Linked DNA regions of Zea mays: region 1 is linked to region 2. The links are chromatin contacts, called in public Hi-C maps. All regions are on one chromosome and are shown on one strand. Each heading gives the region's core, a stretch centred on a gene start, on an enhancer-like site or on the middle of the called end of the contact. The rest is flanking DNA. Distances are from core to core; before and after follow the strand shown. Region 1 holds the start of LOC100283419 (DCN1-like protein 4). Region 2 holds the start of LOC100286188.

Region 1 (6,422 bases), core at 3,327-5,826, 140 kb after region 2:
GACAGATGCAGACCGTTTCCAGTTTTAAAAATATGCAAAATCAAAAGATGACATGAGAAGGCTTTAAATTTTCTGGGAGCAGCCTCCACCGAAGCAACCGGAAACAAGCCGAATCGGCATCCTCCAGGGTGCAGAAACTACAGCATAGCAAATCGTAATGAGCATAGAGAATTTCTACATAGAAAGAAAGAAAAGGAGAATTCCCCGTTCATACTATGCATGCTTGCAAACTTAAGTTGTTTTTTACTAGTTGACATAATTGTAAATCAGGCTAAAACTCTTGAACAGTCAAGTGGAATGGAACGTGGCTCGGTGGCTGCCAAAACTGCTACTAAACACATAATTCAGTAAGACCGTGCTCACCAGATCATGCATATGATTGTACAAAATATTGTTTTGCACTGTACACTATTTACAGAGTGGAGATTAAAATAAGAGGTGAAATAGTAGGTTTATTGGAGCCTAAGTTTGCATTACTGACAGTATATACAAGTAGGTGGGCAAAAAATGGTCTTACAAATGTAAACAATGATATATATAGTCACCTACATTCTTGAATATTACATTTTGAATGACAACTTCACCACCACATGAATAGAAGATCTAGCTTTTATTTTCTCTTAGCCACTCAACAAAATTGTCTAGAATCAAAGGCCAAGCAAGGTCTGAATCATAATTGTCAAGTGATGGGAAGTTTATCTGCGAAAAAGCAAATGCCAAGTGTCAATGACAGAATAAAAAAATATTAAATATTGCAAAGAGGATTACAAGGTTGAGCTATTGTTTTAAATTTAAAACAAATGAAATGCTGCAACATATGTAATATTTAAAACATGACCTCATTACAGAACCGCATAAATCCCATCCACTGATCCATGTTTATCACCTTGTAGTCATTTTGGTACTGAAACACAGTCCAAATATAGCATGTCAATTGAGCACCGAGTCTTCATGAAGAAAGGATGAGTAGAACCACATAAAAAAGTAGAATCCATTGCCTTGAGGTAATTACTAAGCTTGTCAACCTGAGGGCGGAACTGCAAGCCTAATACTAGATTCAGCAACTCACAAGCAACTGGTATTTCTATACACTTCTTCTTATCCTCTGAGGAAACATAATCATTAGTTATGAAAAGCAGCCACCTTAATCACTTTGCTTTGGAGTTACAACATACAATAGCATGCAACAATACCTGTGAGGCAATAACGAAATGCATATATGTAGAAATCCTGGAAATTTGACGGCCTTGTAACCTGGATTTATAGAACACATGAAAGTGGTAAGCAAGGTTACACTTGAACATAAAAAAATATCAACAGTTAATGTTAGATGGAAGTTCTTGATTACAAAGTAAATTCTTCACTCCATAAATTAAATCTGACATGCATAGCTCACTTGAACATAAGATATTATTTGGGGAGACAGAATCACCTCTTGAACCAGTTCAGGAAATGCTTTCTTCAGTTTACTGATGCTGTCTGCTCGAAGAGCTTTCAAACCAGCTCTCCATTCATCCTGGTAACATAAAACATGTATTAGTCAACACTTGAAAGCATAGAACAAACCTTTACTATTAGAACTAAAACAAGTTCTTAAATGAACACTTGAATAACAGTATGCAATGCATACCAAGGTAAAATAACCTTGCTTCTCACAGCCCATTTTCCTGTAAATAGGATTTGTTAGATATTTGTGAAAGAAATAAACAAAATTGGAAATTTCAGAAAACAGATGACATACCATGCTAACATTAGAATCCTAACGTCGGTGTGGGGAACTTCAAGGTGAGAACAGAGTGTTTCAATGCCTTCTGGGCTGTCCCAGCAGGAGAAAAATACGACCAGTAAGGTTGCATTAGTAATTTAGTATAATAGACATGCCTCTCCAAACTCTGTAGCGCATGGCTGCATGCAACTTTAAGGGCAGGCAGTTGTATGAAGTGAGCAATGAGGGGGCGAGGGAGGGGGGAGGTCAGACAGCATATAGGACTTGAAAAAACAACATATCTAATTGCTTGCAAAAAACACATCGATCTTGTGATATCTATCAAGGACATAGATTGCTATATAAATGAGCCTATAGAAGACAACCACTATGTGCTACTTTGGTAGACAACACCTCCAACTGGTTGGCATGATGGATCTGAATACAATTATCATATGAACACAAGAAGTACTACCAGCTAGAACTCCGAAGCCAATAGTTAACTGACCAACAGGGTACTGCCCTTGATTGACAACTTAGTACACACCACAATGTGGCCCTTCCTACAGTAGAATCATAGTTAAAGCTTCTCTGTTGGGTTTACTTTATAATTGCGAACAAATATGCAAACTCTATCTTGATTTGCCAAATTTGGTGCATGGTACAATATCAAAAATCATTTCAATGTTTCTGTAGTGTAAACATTTGGAACAATATGGTTGCCACAAAATCGGAGCTATTAGCTAAGCTCATTAACGAGAAAAAGAACCCACACATCACCCATATGATAAAAAAAGGATATTCATGAGCAGCAAACATAAAGTGGCAGAGCATTGAGAATCACTAGACAAAAACTTACTCAATCATGACAGATGAGTTATCGGCATAAGTATAGAAAAATTGATCAATCCGTTCTACTTCCTTGGAAACTGCTTTAGTAGGGCCTGCAAATAATAGTGAAAATGTTCACAAACAGCTAAATAGAAAGCACAAATATAGATGACAAAATTAAGTTGATGGCAGTAATATGTACATTAGACAATTCCAGTTTATAGATGACAGCTCATGAAAGAAACAGAGATTGCAGAAAGAAAGTAACAGCTTGACATAAATGAAATAACAGTCCAAGATTTTAAATATCATATTAGATCCCATACATCCATTGCCAAACAATAAAACAAAGCAATATCATTTTTTTAGTCATGTGCACAGTGTATTTGTGGGGTCAATTTGGCTAGAAGACATTATAGCACTGTGTAATGGCTTAAGGTTAACCTAAGAACATAACATGGAAATAGGAACACAACAATGGATCTGGTCATCTTTTGTAGGGACACACAAATCCATGCATGTAGAAATACAAACATGCACACTGTTAGGACACTAGGACAGATAAGCACAAGCAATTTGAAAATTAATTGAAGAAAAGAAATCAGTGCAGCTCACCACGTTGTGCTTTCCTGCTGGTCAGGTTTGTACTGACTCCTTTTCTTTTTCTGTTTTGTTTTTCATTTACTTGTTCCGCACCTAAATATAATTGTTTGCTTAGTATTCATTCATATATTCATACCCTAAAATAGAGAGCACAGGATTCCCTACCCCAATGCATTTGAAAAACAGTATGCTGTAATGGTAAATCTAGTACAAATAAAATTGAAATTAAAACTACCCAATACACAAGATCAGCCGATGGGTAGATTAGTCGAATTAATTAAATAATTTGTATTTACATGATAAGAGCTCGATTAAGCTTCTCGAATTCAAGGATTCATGGAGAAAGTCCCTTTAAAATCATGAGAGCTAATTAAATGCCCATGCACAATGGGAAAAACAAAAGTAGCCAATTGGGAGAGGAGCCAGCATAAGGGGCATAATTAAGTGAAACACAAAAAAAAGAGAGCACAATGTCGAGCTAGTGTTAATTGCAATCAAATACAAATTAGGTTAATCATAATTATGGAAAGAAGGCCATTCTGATGGTCCCTTACCACGACACAAAATTACAGAGAGATGTAAGACTCAATCATGAAATTTAACTTCCTGCAGTTATCAACCTATCAATAGGAGGTTATATGGCTACCACAGTGATATCAACTAACACATACGTTCTTAAGTTGAGAAAAAAAAAGCATACAACTCACACCTAAAACAGTGATCTATGGTACTCGTAGTCCAGATATCACAAGAGACACAGTAAATTGGGCCATTAGTGCAATTTTTTGCTCTTTATCTTCACATACAAATAAAATTCACCTAGGTTGGCAAAGAATAGACCTGCAGATTGCATCCTCTTTACAACGAAGACAAATCTGTTATCATCAGATGAAGGAATCCACAGCAGATTCCACATCAAATTCAGTCCAAGATTCAAACACACTTCTCTTTACGACCACAACGCCAAATCGCCAAAAAAAAACCTCCACACCCTTCCAATCACGAAAAAGACGATGCATAGCTCCCATATACCGAATTCGACAATCGAAATATTGACCAATCGAGTGCGCTCCAGCACAGATCTTCCAGAGGAAATAACACCAGCATCCAATCTGGAGAAACAGGAACCCATCCGCACTGCCTGGGAACTAGTGAGCGCGATCAAGGAACTAAGGGAAGAAGGGAGTGGCCCAGCGGTGGGGGCGGTACCAGCGCTAGCGGTCGCGGCAGACGACAAGGATTTCTTCGAGGCGCGCCTCATGGTGGCGGCAGGCTGGCTTGCTCCTGAACCCACCCTCTTCCGCGTCTGATTCGGGACCACCTCAGGTTCTTCTCTCCTCGTCGCGACGAGTTCTCTCCCTTCTGGGTGCGAGCCCCGAGTTCGTTGTGGGAGAACAAAAGGGGAGGAAGACGGAGGGGCATTCGATTTTATTTTTTTGCCACTCTACTATAGCACCTATTTAATTTGTGTCACTCACACCATAGCCATGGGGCCAGAAGAAAATTGTCATCCACTTCCATAATTAGTTAATTTTTTCCAAAGATGCACCGAAAATAAGATTCGTAGAGTTAAAAAAATACCTACTGTTTATCACTTACACAACTTACCTATTCATTCCTTTCGGTCTTTCACCGACCCTTCGTCCTCTATACAAGCCTTGCCGCTCGTATCCCCGGCACCCAAATTTTTTAACAGCCATGGAACCCGTAAGAAAGGATTTCATACGTCAATTAAAAAATAACATTATAATAAGGTCATGCTTTGAACGCATAGCATCGAATAACTTAACACAAGATTAATAGTTGTGGCTGGACCAAAATACATGTTGTTGTTGCTTTCTCGAAACTCGTACTCGGCCAGTCCGTCCCGTCCGTCTTGGCGTCGCGCAAGGAACGGCGCTAGTAGAAGACGAGCGTCTTCTTCAGCCCGATCAGCTAGCTACTCGGCGTCGACAGAGGTACGGATGGCTTTCCAGAACCTGTGCTCCGTCCTTCGGTTCGATCGGCCGCCCACAGCTGCCGCCCTTGAGGTCGCGCAGCACGAAGAAGTACCACTGCCTCTCCCTGGTCTTTCCGGCAGCCTCCACTTCGTCGTCAGTGCCCAATTCGTACCCACAGCGGGGGCCAGCGACGTCATCGTAAGTGGCGGAGCACCCATTATAGAATATTATGGCTTGAGCCATACCTAAAAATCATGTTTAGTGTAGTGGTAAGTTCATATTATTTTTAATCAACATGTTTCAGGTTCAAGTCCTTTGTGCTACATCATGTTTTTCTCTTTTTTGTCCTTCTTCAGCCATATCTTACTATTATTTTGTCCTTCACCACTGGTCATCGTCGTCGTGTTAGCAGCCGCCGCAAACTTGGGTAAGGGAGAAGGAAGAAGGAGAGGTTACAGGGAGAGTACCGCAGTTCTGTTATTCGCTGAGCTCAATTCCTCTCTCGCTTCTACTCCCTCCGTCCCAGGATATAAGGCGTAACTACTTTTTATTCTTGTCCCACAATATAAGGCGTGCTCTCTCTATGCATACGTATATCGATGCAGTGGTATAGAGACAATTAAATGCATTTCTTGGTCTTTGAACCAGAGGTGGTTACGCCTTATATCCTGGGACGGAGGGAGTACCTCATATCCTATTACAAGCCGCATGGGCCAGGGTTACTGCACCCATTCTCGGTCGGCGTAGCGCCTGTTGGGCCTTCTGCTTCCACGGTCTGTAGATGGTTGTAAATCAGCGTTGGCTCCTGTTGTCTCTGGTGCGTAGGTGCTTGAGTGTCAGCATTCAGCATGACAGAGAGCACAAGAACTACGCCGCGGCAACAGATACACCTCCGCTGGAAGCTCCGGTGTTGGGCCGGCGATGGAAGAAGCCCAATGTAAGATACACGGGCCCAGAGTGGGTGTGAATACTTAAGGAACGAAATTGTAAGAGATACTCAGGCTGTAAGAAATACGCTACTGGTAATAGTATCGTATCGTATCGTCTCCTACCTCTATCGGAGTCTCCCCTGGTGCCGGACCCTAACAACTGGTATCAGAACAACCGATCCTGGAGGCGGACAGCGCTCCATACTTCACGCGAGCGACGAAGATGGCTGGGGCATCAGATCCCCGCGTATCCACGGCTCTCGTCGCTCAATCCAAGCAAATCGAATCCCAATCCAAGCATCTGGCAGCGCAGTCCAAGCTGCTCCAACAACTCTGCGATCGACTCGAAGCTCAGGATCTCCAGTGGGGTTCCTTGAAGCAGTCTGTCGCCAACAACACCGAGGATATCAACTC
Region 2 (6,005 bases), core at 1,335-3,834:
TGTGATGAAAATTAATTTTTGTAAATAACTACCACTTTATGAAACCTCACATCAGGTATGCATTTTATAGAACCGTATTCAATTTTGGTTTGTGTTCATATGAAACAAGTTGTGGAAATTCATAAAAGAGTTGGAGCTTTTGCCATGGCTCTTCAGACAATAAACAAGTGCACGTTATGCAGTCTGTGCGATGGCATGGAGTATATTAGATACCAAGAATTTTTTGGGGATAACTAGATATTCTTCTGAAACCAGGTTATTTTCCTCTTCAATTCTAGCATAGGTAGAATGCTGGTTATTTTGCCGATTGAATCTGTTTTAATTTGTCTTGTGAAAACTTGAGTGCAACATTCAAGAGAAGGATCTCATTTCTGAGCACCAAATTATGCTGAGACAGCTTGAAGCTATTCTCCATATTTATAAGCTAGCTCGAGCTAGACAGACTGTAGATGCTTTCAGGGAAATTATTAGGTTGCCCTTCCTTCATATGAACACTCAGGCTCCAAATGTGACTGTTGACATTTTCATGAACTTGTCATCCCATGTTCAGGCTTGCGTGCCTGATCTATTGAAGGTTGCTCTAAATTGTATTGACAATGTTAGAGATACTTATGGGACCTTGGGCGTTGTCAAATCAAAGGTATTATCTATTTTATATGTGTATCATTGGATTATCGCCATAAACACTATCCGCTATAATTGAAATGTGTGGCCCTAAACTATGCAGGAAATAAGGAAACACTGGTTGTCCATCCTGAGCATATACTTGCATATAGTGACATACCTTAACTAAGCATTTCTTCCCCTTGTAGCACGTAAACACATTCTTCCCAGCACCAGCAGTAATTGTCTTTAATTTATTCTGAGCCATGATTTTTAGTTGATCAATTCTAGATTTTAGCTCATTTGCTTCTTTGCATGTGTTTTGTGGTGTAATTTTTAGGATGCTGACGTTGTGCAAATCTCTTATATTCCAAAGTTTATTGGGGCATCATACATTTCCAGAAGATGAAGTAGCTTTCACCGTTACATTAAACATTCTTTTACCATGTATGTGGAGTACTTTGACTTTCCAAATTTTCCAACTTATTTGTTATTCCTTTGACTTATTTATTGGCCTTAAGTTATCCAAGGTTTTGAATTATCTCCTAGAAGTATCACATTACAATACTATATAATTGTTGTGCACTAATATTTTGCCAAATATTCTGAATGTCGTTGCAACGCACGGGCACGTACCTATGTGAATAAGAATTTTGATACCGAATTGTTGAATGTCATGGAGCTGCCCCTCACACGTCGCGTGCGCCCTCGGGAATTTGGATACCGAATTGTTGAATGTCATGGAGTGCCCCTCACACGTCGCGTGCGCCCTCGGCGGTCCCGGCTTCTCGGCTCGCGCTGAGCACGCCGTGCCACGCTCCCTGCCCGCTGGCCGCTGCCACCAAGCGGCACCGCGGAGAAAGCCGGCAATTGTGTCCGTCTCCGTAAAACTTCAGTTTCCTTCCACGCTGCGTTAACCACAACTGAACAGAACGACATGGAGGATTGCCTACGAACTCGGTCAAGCAGGGAATTCAGCACATGACAAACAAATGATGCAGCAAACTGAAACATTCGCTCAAAGTTCGATACAATACAGACGGGCAAGAAACAAGCACACTTTTCGCCATTTGCAGATCGCGACAGCAACAACGAACCAACTTAATCCCCAGCTAGTGCTGAATGTACACGCGGAACCGACGGTCACAGGCATCTCTTGCGTGCGCTCGCCTGCTCGGCACGGCAGCACCCGCGCTGCCACCCACCACCACAAGGCTACTTGCCAAAGATGGACTTGACCCACCACATCCCGCCGTCCCTGGGGCTCTGCTCGCTCTCCGGCGGCGGGTCAGGGTGCGCCGTCTTGCGGAGCTTCGACACGTCGTACCCTTCCTCCTTGGCACGCTCCACCAGTTCCTTGTACACGGACTCGTCCATGTGAGGCTGCCTGCAAAGGATCTGCACACACAAACACAGGGGGATTGGTAGGCAGACAGGCACGATTCGGCGAGGGATAGACGGACGGAGGCCAGAGAGGAATTCGCACGCACCCAGAGGTAGTTCCTGGAGGGCTGCCCGACGAGCGCGTACTGGTAGTCGGCGTCGATGTGGAGCACCCAGTAGTCGCCGGTGACGGGGATGAGGGGGAGGAAGGGCGGCACGTAGAAGCGAACCTTGAGCTTGGCCTCGTCGCTGGCAGGGTCGGCGCGCCAGGCCGTGCCCTCGATGTGGCCGCGGCGCCCGTCGGCCCACGTCTCGTTCACCACCTTCACAGTGCCGTCCGGGTTCAGCGTGTAGGTGGCGCGCGTGTTGGTGCCCGTCTTGGGCTGGAACCGGGACGGGAAGCACGCGATCTCGTACCACCGCCCCGCGTACCGCTCCAGGTCGAGGTTGCGCACCACCTGCATGGCCATCGTGCGTCCCTTGCGCTGCCGGCGGCGCGCGGCGGTGGCGTGGGTTTTAGCGGGCGGGAAGAGGAAGGAGGTGGGTGGGGTGGGATGCCGGATGCCCGGATGCGAATGCGCAGGCTATAGTGACAGATTGCGGTAGACGTGGAGGATTGTGGGCGATACGTTCTCGGAGCTGTTGTTCGGTGCGCGTCGGCGTCGCGGCTGTGGTTTTCAATTTCGGACTATGTGGGCCGGGTTTTCATTTTGCAAGTGTCGTGGCCCGTGGCCCAGTGGGCTGCGATGCGAACCGTCGTGCTGTAGGAGGAAAGTTGTAGGTGAATGGAGAAGGGCCGGATGAAGGGATCTCCAATCACTTATCGAGAGGTGCCTCGAGTCTTTTTTTTTTATCGGTGACTTTCGTAACACAAAACCTTTAGTTTTATCACGTTCCTCGTTTTTACTCTTAGTCATATTTTTTTTGCTCAGTTTTACTCTTCTGATCTATAATAAGAAAAAACATAACTAATTATAAAAATGAGGACACCAACAAAACTAAGAACACCACCTTAAAAATCGAATAATAAAAGTGTCACATTAGCTTTTATGATAATAGGTTTTATCCAAATAAAATTTTTTATATCTTTTAAATTAACCTGATAAATCATCAAATAGCTAATGCATCATAAAGGACAGAACTCAGTAAAACTGGCCTTATTTACCGCCAGAACACTTTGTCCTCTTTATCTGTTATCAATACAATCATAGTAGAGCATGGAAACTAACCCTATCTATAAACCACATGCTATTCAAAAAATTGGACAATTCGAAACAGATACATTTATATATATGCAAAGATCTGTGTATCTACATTGTATCTCTTATGTGATCTACGACCATGATGCAAAAGTAGATGTTATAACTAGGGTATCGTTGGAGTCAGGCTAGCGGGGCTATGGCGGATCGGTGCAGTGGCGACGTGACGCGGTGCAGGCCGACCTACATCGGCTAGGAAGACCTCTGCAAAAATAATAAACACAAGCCTGTCAACAAAAAATTTCCATAGCACCTCCCCGCGCGGGAAGGTTTCCAAAACTTGCAAAGAAAACTAACAGCACGATGGCTGACATCCACACATTTATTAACGACGTAATGACCGACAATCACAAAAAATGTACATATACTATGGCAATACATTTCTAACAAACTACGTATCCCACACCTAATACTAAAAATATGCAATATAACGTATTGTGATTCATCCACTAGATTACTCATCATATAGCATGTGCTTTAAAAAGTTCAAAACAAAAAATTACAATTAAACAGGCAGTGGGGGAACCTCTAATGGTGGCGATCGTGGTGACGATGATGGCTCGGAGTGGCAGTGGCAGTGGCAGTGGCGGAGAGGCGAGGGTGGTCTCGGTGGGCGACGCCGCGATGGCGGTTCGGCACATGGGCGCAGCGGCTCGAGGTGGCCATGGCCAGGGCCGAGGACGGTGGTTCAGCACACGGAGGCCAGGACGTCGGCAACGAGGGTCGGAGCTAGGCGGGCGACGGCGAGGTGGCGCAACGGCACCGGTGGCGTGTGGAGGCGGCGCGCTAGGCGAACGATGGCGAGGCACGTGTAGGCGGCGCACGGCTAGGCGCGCGGCGAGGTGGCGCAACGGCGACAGCGAGGTAAGGCGGCGCGTTAAAGTGAGTGATTGAGTGGGTGCTCAGTTCGGTTAATGTAAAGTTCTTTGTCGGGTGCCCGCAATCTGACACTCGGCTAATATTTATTTTAAATTAAAAATATACTTTACCGAGTGTCCTGGATCTGACACTCAGCATAGAATACTTTACGGAGTATCCTGGATCGAGTGTGACACGTAGAAACATATCCGGTCTACATTGAAGTTTTATGATTTCATCTGAAGGACATCTAGGTTTCTATACATAGTACGTGACAACTTTCATGAAACATGGTCAAAATTTTATTACAGCCTCTTCATATGATATTATTACATGTCGACAAGTTTCGTGATTTTCTAACTTTGTTTGTGTTTTATAGAAATTTAAAACAAATATATCACAAGTTCTTGTTCATGTTTCGTGAGCATGGTGTTCGAAAATTCCGGTCCGCTTCTGAAATATGTTGTATTTTGTGCTAAATAACATTAATATCATTTTTGTATTCACTATTTTCCATTTTTCGAGTGACTTGCAGTTCAAATTTAAATTATCCGATGAAATTTAATTAAACAAACTAAATCTAATAGTTATAGCAAACATTTTGATAATTGTGCCAAAATTGACCATGTAGGTCTATATACTATAGAAAAACACCACAAAAAGTTTGGTATAAAAAAGAAAAAAAAATAAATATTGTTTGTCGAGTGTCAAGAGAAGACACTCGTCAAAGTTAACGGCCATCAACAATAGATGGCTCCTAACGGCTTTTTGTCGAGCGTCGCATTTCGCGGAGAGCTTGGCTCTCGGCAAAGACTCCTTTGTCGAGTGTCTTTCTATGCCGACTGTTCCACCCTTGGCAAACAAGGTATGTGCCAAGAGTCTTAGTTCGCCGAGAGTAACGTCCGATAAACTGAACTCGGTAAAGCATCGAACACTCGACAAAGAGCTAGATTTCGGTAGTATGATGTCTTTATCCTTTTCTTAACATCCTCATATGGATATAGAAAGTCTAATCATATAAATTGAGTTAACGTTGAGTCAAAATCTCGTATGGCACTAAACCATAATACATAATTTAATTATTTATAGATCTTACAATTTTTTAAATTATTTGTATGGACCAATCTTACAATATAACTAACACAAAATACTGATATATCCGAGTCTGACCGAACTTGCATACGAACGGGTATAGAATTCTCAATATATTTGAAATTGGATATGTACGAAAATTATCTACCATTTACACTCTAGTTGGAGGCTTTCGACACATGAATTACGTCGTCCCTTAATTAGGCTCATTCTGGTGGAGAGACATTCTTAAAATTCAAGAATCTTATAAAGAGTTAGCTTGGGTGGAGATTGGAGATAGAAAAACAACACTTCTGTGTCATGACAACTGGGATGGCATGTGCAAGTCTGCAAGATTCCCAGAACTTTGGTCTTTCGCTTCCATCAAAGACATCACTATTCACCAAGCAAGAACGGCAACCTCGCATGAGATGTTCCACACTCCTCTGTCTGTTGAAGCTTTTGAGCAGTTTCATGCTTTACAAGACTTATTGGCAAATCTTCCGCAACATGATCAGAGAGGCAAATGGCTCTGCAATGGTTCCTCTAGCTTGTTTTCCTCACAGAAGGCCTATACTCACATGTCTGGCAACCAGTGGACCCACATGTCTGGCAACCAGTGGACCCACCTCATCTTCTCCTGGTTGTGGAAAACAAAATGTCAGCCTAAACACAAGGTCTTTTCTAGTTACTGCTTAAAGATAGATTAAATACTCGTTCATTCCTCAGACAGCGATCTATGCCACTAGACTCCTACACTTGCGACAACTGTATCCTCCAGCTCGAAGAGATGGCTCTTCATCTTTTTTTCAGATGCAACTTTGCTAGAAG

What was found. Hi-C and Micro-C count contacts between places; a contact is called where the count stands out from the background.
Region 1: a contact with region 2 is called in a Hi-C map of tassel, with 2.8 times the contacts expected there. The contact joins the promoter of LOC100283419 here to the promoter of LOC100286188 in region 2. A contact is called at or near these places in 8 of 25 Hi-C or Micro-C datasets (ear, leaf, root tip and 1 more).

Annotation. Positions count from the first base shown.
Region 1 is chr1:217,015,401-217,021,822 of Zm-B73-REFERENCE-NAM-5.0, forward strand. It overlaps LOC100283419 (DCN1-like protein 4), which reads right to left and starts at 4,577. Exons shown (of 10, transcript NM_001156320.2): 1 at 4,349-4,577; 2 at 3,152-3,232; 3 at 2,565-2,649; 4 at 1,742-1,816; 5 at 1,631-1,667; 6 at 1,433-1,516; 7 at 1,194-1,254; 8 at 999-1,105; 9 at 839-904; 10 at 433-699. The coding sequence starts at 4,400. The coding sequence ends at 604.
Region 2 is chr1:216,880,999-216,887,003 of Zm-B73-REFERENCE-NAM-5.0, forward strand. LOC100286188 reads right to left here and starts at 2,585. Exons shown (of 2, transcript NM_001159076.1): 1 at 2,094-2,585; 2 at 1,586-2,001. The coding sequence starts at 2,456. The coding sequence ends at 1,819. It also overlaps a transcript of LOC100283687 not described here.